Regions from separate parts of the Mus musculus genome. Here regions 1 and 3 are each linked to region 2. A link is a contact called in public Hi-C and HiChIP or PLAC-seq data. All regions are on one chromosome and are shown on one strand. The core of a region is the stretch at or near the end of the contact, and the rest is flanking DNA. Distances in the headings are between cores, read along the strand shown.

The links. A called contact is a pair of places that touch in the nucleus more often than the background predicts. HiChIP or PLAC-seq counts read pairs in DNA pulled down with a chosen protein or histone mark.
Region 1: a Hi-C map of adipose-derived mesenchymal stem cells shows a contact between it and region 2, with 2.1 times the contacts expected there. The contact joins the enhancer-like site here to the promoter of Epha1 in region 2. A contact is called at or near these places in 1 of 15 datasets of contacts at CTCF or cohesin (the NIH/3T3 cell line) and 1 of 484 Hi-C or Micro-C datasets (adipose-derived mesenchymal stem cells).
Region 3: an H3K27ac HiChIP or PLAC-seq map of embryonic fibroblasts shows a contact between it and region 2, with 4 times the contacts expected there. The contact joins the enhancer-like site here to the promoter of Epha1 in region 2. A contact is called at or near these places in 6 of 39 promoter capture datasets (the 3T3-L1 cell line, cancer-associated fibroblasts, cranial neural crest and 2 more), 1 of 15 datasets of contacts at CTCF or cohesin (the NIH/3T3 cell line), 12 of 484 Hi-C or Micro-C datasets (B cells, the STO cell line, adipose-derived mesenchymal stem cells and 8 more), 6 of 115 datasets of contacts at active chromatin or transcription factors (the NIH/3T3 cell line, embryonic fibroblasts, embryonic stem cells and 3 more) and 1 of 9 other capture datasets (adipose tissue).

What each region holds. Positions count from the first base shown.
Region 1 is chr6:42,512,230-42,515,114 of GRCm38.p6, forward strand. The region is part of intron 1 of Gm34752 (a long non-coding RNA gene); the gene reads left to right. Among named protein-coding and RNA genes, the nearest start is that of Gm34752, 4.0 kb to the left of the region's middle. Within about 2 kb of position 1,447, at least 22 of the 459 cell types and tissues checked have an H3K27ac peak or open chromatin away from gene starts, as enhancers often do. A contact at or near this core is called in the NIH/3T3 cell line and adipose-derived mesenchymal stem cells, where this site is marked.
Region 2 is chr6:42,371,910-42,375,039 of GRCm38.p6, forward strand. Epha1 (Eph receptor A1) reads right to left here and starts at 1,359. Exons shown (of 18, transcript NM_023580.4): 1 at 1,217-1,359; 2 at 266-333. The coding sequence starts at 1,301. All of the region lies in intron 2 of 2010310C07Rik (RIKEN cDNA 2010310C07 gene), which reads left to right.
Region 3 is chr6:42,560,801-42,563,906 of GRCm38.p6, forward strand. No RefSeq gene overlaps it. Among named protein-coding and RNA genes, the nearest start is that of Gm38798, 19 kb to the right of the region's middle. Within about 2 kb of position 1,736, at least 5 of the 459 cell types and tissues checked have an H3K27ac peak or open chromatin away from gene starts, as enhancers often do. A contact at or near this core is called in embryonic fibroblasts, where this site is marked.

The DNA.
Region 1 (2,885 bases), core at 197-2,696, 140 kb after region 2:
TTGTACACTTTGAGGCTTGGGGAGCCCAAGAACTGGTAAGAAGACTGGCTAGAGCATCTTGAGAGGGCAGAGCAGAGAGTTAGAGAGGGCTGCATAGCATCTCTCCTGAAACCATAATAGAGATGCTTAAGGCTCTTGTGGACCAGAGATTGGCTTTGTGGAAGTAAGCTGGTGTGGTCTCATTTTGACCCTCACATAAGAGATGCTTTATAGAAAACATGATCCCAATAATGTAGATAGATCCTGAGATGCTTGTGTCTAGAAGGGAAAATCGTAAGTGGTCAACCAAAGGGAATGGGTGATTGCAGCAGAAATGATGGAATAGAATTCTGCCTGAATCATTGGAGCTGCAAAGGGTCCATTAGAACCTTTAAGGATACCATGAAGATGCAAGCAACCAGCCTTACTGTTTACAGATTATAAAGTTATATATCAATGAAGACATGCTTTTCTCCCAATCAAGAGGTAGCTGAAGCCATCTAAGTAGCTAAGCATGGAGGAATGTGGTAAAGAACAGTTGGGAGAAGACAGAAGAACAGTTGACTTCCCTCATCTTAAGTTTATGAGACAGAGGGTGTCTTAGTCAGAGTTTCTATTGCTGTGAGGAGACATCATGGCTACAGAAACTCTTATAAAGGAAAACATTTAATTGGGTCTGGCTTACAGTTCAGAGGTTTAGTCTATTATCATCATGGCAGCATGCAGGGAGACATGGTGCTGGAGAGGTAGCTAAGAGTTCAAAAATGAAAATCAACAGGCAATAGGAGGAGAGATTCACTGCTTCTGGCTTGAACATTTAAAACCTTTAAGTCTACCACCAATGACACATTTCCTTCAACTAGGCCACATGTCTTAATAGTGGCACATGCTATGAGCCTCAGGGGGCCATTTTGATTCAAATCACCACAGAGGGCAAGAAACAGCTTCACCCTGGAAGGAGGCACAGGACTTTGACTTTCTTTGGAAGTAGATAGTTTTGCTAATGAAATGAGTACTTTGGGGAGCATAAGATGACTGAAACTCTTCTTATTTTATAAGAACCAAGACTTTATGTGATGTATGTTAGATTTAGTCTAAATGAGGGAGAAACGTTATTCCCATGGTTCAGATCTGAGAACATGAGGGTAAGAAAGAATAGTTATTTTCTACTGTGAATTCAGTTTGTGTAGTAAATAAGTCTCTTTATTTGCAGAACTCAAAGATAAGAGATTTTGTGGTCTGGGTCTGGAATCCTATCCCCACCATGACATTTCCTGAGCCACTGTCCATACAGCATGAATTAGGGAGAGCATGGCTGATGTCTAACAGGAAGGATTTTGCAATCTGTATACCCAAGTTGATCTCTTGGCTTCACTGTGAATTTATACAGGCAAGCCAATGTATCTGTGGCCTTAGTTTCTTCCAAAGTAAAAGGGGTGACTGATCATGCCTGTCTCAGGAGGTTTCTGTGAAAATGAAATGAGATAATTCATGCATAGCTCATAACACTGAGTATACTGTCTGTTAAACTCTCCAGGAATGTTAAGTATTTTTTAACACGCTACAAAAATGGTACTGCCCAAGCCAAATGCTACAAACAAATTAATTTTTATTTCCACACACATTTTCTTGTATCTTGTTAAGTCTTGTAAAGTCAAGCCTTTCTCTTTTTTCCCCTCTTTTTCAAATACAAACTGTTCCAACGATTCTCTGCAACAAAACCAAAGTGTTTTATGCCACAGTTAGTATTGCAGAACAGATTCTGGAAACCACTTTTTAGAAGTTCCATTGATTGGTGCTGTTCCTCGGGCTTTATCTTATGTGTATACTGTCCTAGATATCCTCAGCTCGTGGTCTGGATTACAACTGTGGCTGTAGACAGGGTTTCTGTATGTGAAGGTTGAGTGGAGCCAGTGTGGGCTATAGGGATACACCACAAAGACTGCATGGATCCCTGTTGAGAAAATCTGTTCTGGTTAAGTGGACATAGACACTGAAGCCAGACTAGAGACCAAGTAAGGAAATTAAGGTGGAGGTTAAGAGTGAGTATTCAAGAGGGAAACTGGGTTTGAAAGCTCTTTGTGGAAGCAACAAGCGTTATTGTTTTTTCTCATTTTCTCTGTTCTGATGAAGAGTCATCTCTCTGTCTGAGCCACTACTCTGCCCGATTGCCAAGGAAAGGAACAACATGCTTCATGGTTCTGACTTATATACTTTCTTCATCTTCCTTCAGGTCTGGCCAAAAATTCCCATAAAAGTCAGCCAGCTTCTTTGCTAGAGCACTCTTTAGTTCTGATCTGGTTAGGAACTGTTTGCCTGCTTTGCTGAGGAAGAGAAAGCATGCTTACATGTATGTACCTCTGCATCTCAAAGATATCCGTAAACATTGTCCCACTGAGGAATAGAATGTGAACAAAACATACTAGAAAGAAGCCACATCTCACCTTGAAGTTTCTACACGCTGGTTGGCTTATTAGGACTTTAATAACTGCAGAGGTTGCAATGTAGCAGGTCCACATCCTAATTCCAGTTTATCTTTGGCTATCTTTAGTCTCATAGTGATGAGACTTGCTCATCTCTGTGACTATCAGGTAAAACATTTTGGAGTGTTATTAATTGAGTAGATACTAGCTTCCTCCAAACAGAAGGCTAGGAATGTCATCAGATAGCATCTGGAGCCTACAGCAGAATTTCCCCCAATTAGTTATAACCTGCTACCTGCTCTTTATATTTATTATGACTTTGTTTTGTTACTATAACATCATCATGAAACTGTTGCCATGGTGTGATCTGGAATTTGAGGAAACCAAACTCTGATTCTTGGGCCATAGTCACTTATATTAGGCTCTAGAATACTTTGGTATCTCTTTTGAGACATCTTGTCATTGGGGATATATCTCAAATGA
Region 2 (3,130 bases), core at 109-2,608:
TCTCCCTGGGAGTCGAGAGCTCATACCCCCACCCCCAACCCTATGGTAGGAGGGTGAGGGAGTAGCGATAGTCCCACTGAGTGGAGTTTGACACCCCCCAGCTCCCTAGGAGTACCATTCAGGAGCCTCTGACTCAGCTCCCCTCCCCCTCTTTGAGGAGACACTTCCAGTTTTTCCTGCTCTTTTCTGTTCCTCCACCCACCTCTCCACCCCATTTCCCACTGGCCTTCAAACTTGAACTTTCCCAGGTCCTTCAAATACTTACCCCAGTCTCTGGGGGATCCAGAAGCCAGCCCAGCTCTCCTTGTGCTGTGCTTGTGTCCATTAGAGTGACTGAATGGGGGAGAAAAGAACGATGTCATCCCTGGGGTGGTGGTACCCAACTCCCTACACTGGGTATTCTGGGACTCCCCAGTCCGAGGCTGCCCAGAACGTCTTCCTAACAGTGTGACATCCTGAGGCAGAGGAGAAAGGCAGAGTGGGGCAAGGGCTGGGGGACTGGTGCCTGAACCAGAGTCAGGACGGCAAGCGTTGGAAGAGCAACCCCAGACGTGGCACCCACGGAGCCCTGGAGAACATCTGCAAGGATGCCGTGGGCGGACGTCAGGGAAGCTAAGCCTTTGTAGTCCTGAGTGGGACCCTGGCAGGGGGATCCTGCTGGATTTTGACTCCAGTTGTCAGTGGCCTGCTCTGGTAGGTGAGGGTAGAGGAGGTGGGGCCTTAGGTGAAGCTATGATTTTGGGAAGTGGGAGGGGCATGGACAGAGTGTGCAAAACTTTAGGTGGAAGATTGGACCCCTACACCTAGCAATCCCAAAAGTTCTAATCCTTCCACCACTGGAGGATTATTTGTGCTCCGGTTAGGCTGGCAGAAGGAGGCTTTCCGCCTCAGACTTCTGAGTGCTGCTGCAAAGTCAGGGGTGGGCATTTGGAGGGTCCCATGATGCTGCAGTAGGAATGCAGCTTCCTGGCTGTGGTCAGGAACTCCCTCTCCAACCGCAGCAAATAGTGCTGGCCAACAGAGTAGGGGTGACTGATCCCGTGGGCAGGAGTCTGGGGTTAAAGACCAAAGATTGGCCTGGCCAATCGATCTTCCCGCTACTGGGGAGAAGCCAGGGAGAAGTAGTGGGGCTCGGGGAAGAGGGCCTCCTCAGGAATGCCGGCTCTTGCAGGCTGCTGCCCGTCAGCCGGGAAAGGGAGAGGGCGGGGGTCGGTACCTTCCTCGGCGCGCGCCCCCGGGGGCAGCGGGGCGCAGAGCAGCAGCAGCAGCAATGCAAGCCCCAGGGGCCAGCGCCGCTCCATGGCGCCGGCCGGGACCTGGGACCACGGCCCCTACGGCTGGGCCAGGTCGCGAGGGACTGGGCGATCCAGGCCGGCTAGGCGGGGGCGGAGGGCGGGGCCAGATGAGGGGCGGGGCCTCAGCCTCACCTGGTTCACCTTCTTAAAGGGACAGGAGGACAGGAAGGAAACTTGTTAGACAGGTAATAAACTTTAAAACCTGGAGGCGTCTTGGTTGGAATGAGACTGAAGGCGCCGCCTAGTGGGTGTTGCTAGGAATTGACTAGACAGACATTCTTAAATGTATCCTAAACCCAACCCAGTTTTGATCCAGCTTTCAATCGAATTCAGCTTGACTTAAAAAAGATCTCCGTTTTACTCCCTTTCTTTTCTGTGGACTCGAGACTTGTCATGCTCACTTGGAAATTTAGGAGTGGGAGACATTCCTTCATCCTGTTCGGCTTCGATGACAACCATGCAAATTGGTACAATCCTTAACAAAGTCAGGAGTAATCCTCAGGGGGGGGGGGGGGGGAAGCTGGCGTGACCAGGGTGTTTAGTGGCAGAGAAAGATTGAGATTGAGAAAGGCCTGCAGGCAGGGAGCCTCAAGGTGTGCTCAGGGAGTGGTACATGGACCAGTTTGACTGCTGGGGCACAGCATTTGTCTTGGGAGCCAGGGCAGAAAGACAGGTGTGGACCAGAACCGGGAAGGTTTTGGTAAACAGGAGGAGGAGTTTGAACTTTGCCTTATACCCACGGTGCAGACACGGGGACCTGGGGAGCATTTCCAGTACAGTTTTAGTGAAGAGGTGGCAGCTCTGGGCTCTCTCTTTGGGACTGCCTCCCATCCTACTTAATAGATGTCTGTTCAGCTTTCACTATGTATGTGTTTTAAGCTCAGAGACAGTAAAGTACTTATCCTAAACAAATTACTTGTCTGAAGAGGGCTAGGGGGTAGGGGGAGCTGAAGTCAGCACACAGATGACTATAAGGTAAGCAGGGCGGAACCCCAAAGAGATGAAAACAGGCTAGCAGTGTGAGCTATGCAGCCACTCATGGCTCCAGTCCCTGGGGCCCCTCTTTTTCATCCTTTTCTGGCTTCACCCCATTAATATGACTCACGCATATCTTTTTACCATTTAAATTGTTGCATATTTTGGTCATTGTACTGGAGGGGAAGTGGTAGATCGTAGATACTATTAGAATTAATGCTTCTTCTTATTTTCCATTTTAAAAAAATATATAAGTATTGGTAGATAAATATGATCCCTAATTTCTTGACCTACCCTACTCTTGTTGACATAAATAAGTAAATGTAATATATAATAGTCATTGGAAAAACCATGTTCAATGGGAAGAACTAAATGTTGAATAGAACTCTTCTTTCCCCACTCTGTAAAATGCTCTAAGTTAAAAATCATCTACTATTTTTTTGTAGTTCCTCTCAAAATTCTCTCTATGTCTCCATACAACTTTATACTTTCCCTGTCTGTCAGTCTCTCTCTCTCTCTCTCTCCCTCTCTCCACTTCTCTACACAGATAAGCATTTAAACTGCGGGTAGGGGTTAGGGCACAGAGGACACATACTACTTTGCACTAGGGATATCTTTTCTTGATGTTCGGCATCTGGCAAGGAGAAGGCCCATGCCTGCTCTCCAGGCAGAGCGTTGTGATTTCAGCAGGGAGGAATGGATAAAGGGTACAAAGCCAACAGAAGGGGGGATGGAGCAGTATTGGACAATCACTGCTAGGAAATAAGCCAGACTCTGATGAGGTAATGCATGTGCTCATTCGTGGGGTTTGTTAAAGTTAGAAGACCCTTGGGACCCAAGGAGATGAGGGAATTATGTCA
Region 3 (3,106 bases), core at 486-2,985, 190 kb after region 2:
CCATGAGCAGGTTTTGGAATTAGACCTTTGGGTCCTGGCTTAGCCCATTTATGATAAGTGAGAGTCCTGGCAAATTATAAGCTTTTCTATTTTGAGTTTCCCTTTTTAAAAAAAATAGAAATGATATCAAGTGTGCACCCACCAGAGAGTTTTAAGGAAGATATAATGGAGTGTTGGCATGATGCCTGAGAGTCGATGAGTGCTGGGCAGACGTTCTCTGTATTTACAGAGCCATAACATTTTAACCTGGTTTATGGAGCTATTTATAGTTTATAATGAGAAGGACACAAAGTGAAGACTCTGTGCAGTACATATACTGCGCAAGGCACCAGAGAGGCCCTCACTGTGCTTTAAGTTTTATTACTGCTCACCTTAATGAACTTACACAGAGCCGTTACCAAACAAGCTCATCTTCTCCCCCAGAGGCCTCACACTCTGCAAGTTCTCTGCATACGTCTCTTAAATGCAGAAGACCTCTAGAGGCAGTGAGCCTAAGATACAAATCTTATAAAACACTAATTAATTTTCCCGTGTATGGGTGTTTTGCCTACATGTTTATCTGTGCACTATATACATACTTGGTGCCTGTGGAGTCCAGGAGAGGGCACTGGATGAGATGTTGTGAACCACCAGGTGGGTGTTAGGAATTGAACCCATACACTCTGGAAGAACATCCAGTGCTCTTAACTACTGCACCATCTCTGCAACCCTGAAATTCAATCTTGTTACTGATTCTAGGATAGTGTAAGGAAGCTACATCACAGTGAAACAGGCAGCTGGGCTGTTTTCTCCAGGATTCTTCCAAGAGCTGTATCTGGGAATTCTCCTAGCTCCTTAGCAGGTAGCTTTGTTCCTCTGAGTTATTGGGAATATCACTCCTTGCTTATGCTTGAATGGAAGCCTCTCTTATGGCTGTCCCATCACCTCTTACAAAAGCTTCTGTTAAGAAAATAAAATTAGTTTAGTTGCCTTCTTATCATAATTACAATAAAAACACAGTTATGGAAGGCTGAGTTGTCTTCAGTTGCTGTTCCATTAGTTGTGTCTTCTGACACTTAGAAATATTTTTCCTATTTTATTAATATATTTTTCAGAATTTTCCACACTGTATCATGAACATATTCACCCCTGCCCCCATTTGCAGATAGGGCTAAATAGGGTAGGGGGAAGGAATATGGAGAGGGGTAACTAACATTAAAGACATTTTGAAACATTATATGACAATTTTAGAAATATAATTTTTTGTTTATGTGCTTGTATGTATGTGTGTGCTTATTCATGTGTGAACAGGTGCTGAGTGTGTGTGTGTGTTTGTGTGTGTGTACCTTTGTAGGCCAGACCAACCCCAATTTGTTCCTCAAGTGCCATCTACCTTTTTTCTTTTTTAATGTTTATACTACCATAATGTTATTTATTATTATTCATAATTCTTGAAGGTATCTCATTGTCCTGAAGCTTACCAAATTTGCTGTCTAGCTAGTGAACTCCTGGGATTACAGTGAGCATGTTATACTAGCACCACCCTCTCCCATTCCTTTGTTAAATGTGAATTTTTGTAGAAGAAGATCAAACTCGGGTTCTTATTCTGCCAGGCAAGCATTTATCAACTGCCATGGTAGTTTTAAATCTTCCCTTGCGTGTGTTTTTTATTTTCAATTCTGCTTGCTATTTCCCAGCTGACAGCTGTGGAAATGAGACCTTGGCTTTCCTATACTACCCTTTCCAACATAAACACATACCAGAGAAACACACACACTTCTTTTCCTGGCATAACAATGACATCATGACTTGAGTATTGAACAATACTCACTGTGAATAATTATGTTCATCTTAATTATGACTGAGTTATAGCTATTTTATCACCACTAATTATTATGTCGTTTTTCTTGTAAAATTTTTACTTCCCCTGGTATTAATAATTACCTCATTGACTGTTTGCATAGCACTCTCTGTGGCTATCAATACTTTCCCTGAACACTGAGACAATAGTATAAGTCTTTGAGTTTATTTACCATAATAGGCTGTGTGTTTACTCTATCCAGTCATAGACATTTTTGCCATAGCCCTGACTCTTTTTCTACCCCATGGACCACTTATTCATATGTTGGTATTTCTTGGTTCTTTGTTCTTATTTGTAAGTGGGTCAATATAAAACATGGACTATCATTTGGTAGGCTTTGGAAATTGGTTGGTACTTCAGTGATTTCAGCGGGAGATCTGTAAATGACAGCTCTAGCTGTCTTCCCTGGCCATGCCAGCATACTTAGAAAGGGATCTATTGATTGTCACCTGTCAGGAATAAGCCTAGCTGCTCACAACCTGGAAATCTCTAGGGAAAGAGACAAGCAGGTAGAATGCTGAATCTTTGTCAGGGCTCCTCTTCTGAGCATAGGACCTGCTTTGCCCTGTGTATGGCATCTTTAAATACAGAGTTCACTCACTCAACCTTTTTGCTTTCTGCCGGGAACTACATGGCAGCTATTGTCGGCAGCTTCTGAGAAGACTTTTAAACGTGTCTGTATTTTATGCCTCCCTGTCATTTCGTTCTTGCTGGGTTCTGGACACTGTCTGGTAATCTTCCATATACCTCTGCACTTTCAGACTACTTCCAGCTTAGATCTCTGGTTTCCTTCATCTGCCTCATTGATTTTTCTACCCACCTGTTCTGTCAAGCTTTAAACTTCTTGGCTCTCCCCACTGCTCTCATTTCTTTGATTCTTGAAGATGTGTGTCTTTTTAAAGTTCTTGCTTATGGTTTTAGTGACGTTTGCTAAAAGCAGGTGTAGATGCATATAAGACGCATGCACAAATGCGCTGCTTTAAGAGTGTCTCCACCACGTGCTGCCTGGCAGGATGGAAGCCGAGTCTTCTCTTCCTTACACATGTGTTCCCTCCTGACAGCAGCTAGGTCCCTGCTTTTTGTACCCTTCTCTTTTTCCTTCCCTTCTTTTCCTTTCTCTCCTCTCCTCTTCTCACTCCCACTCTTTCTTTCTACCTACATTTTTACTAGTTGGATGAAATTAAGCAGAGGTATTGCCTTTTCCTTCTCAGTAGCTACCCATGTGGCCCACATTAAACCAGCTATCTTTTCCTTCTTCATGTGATG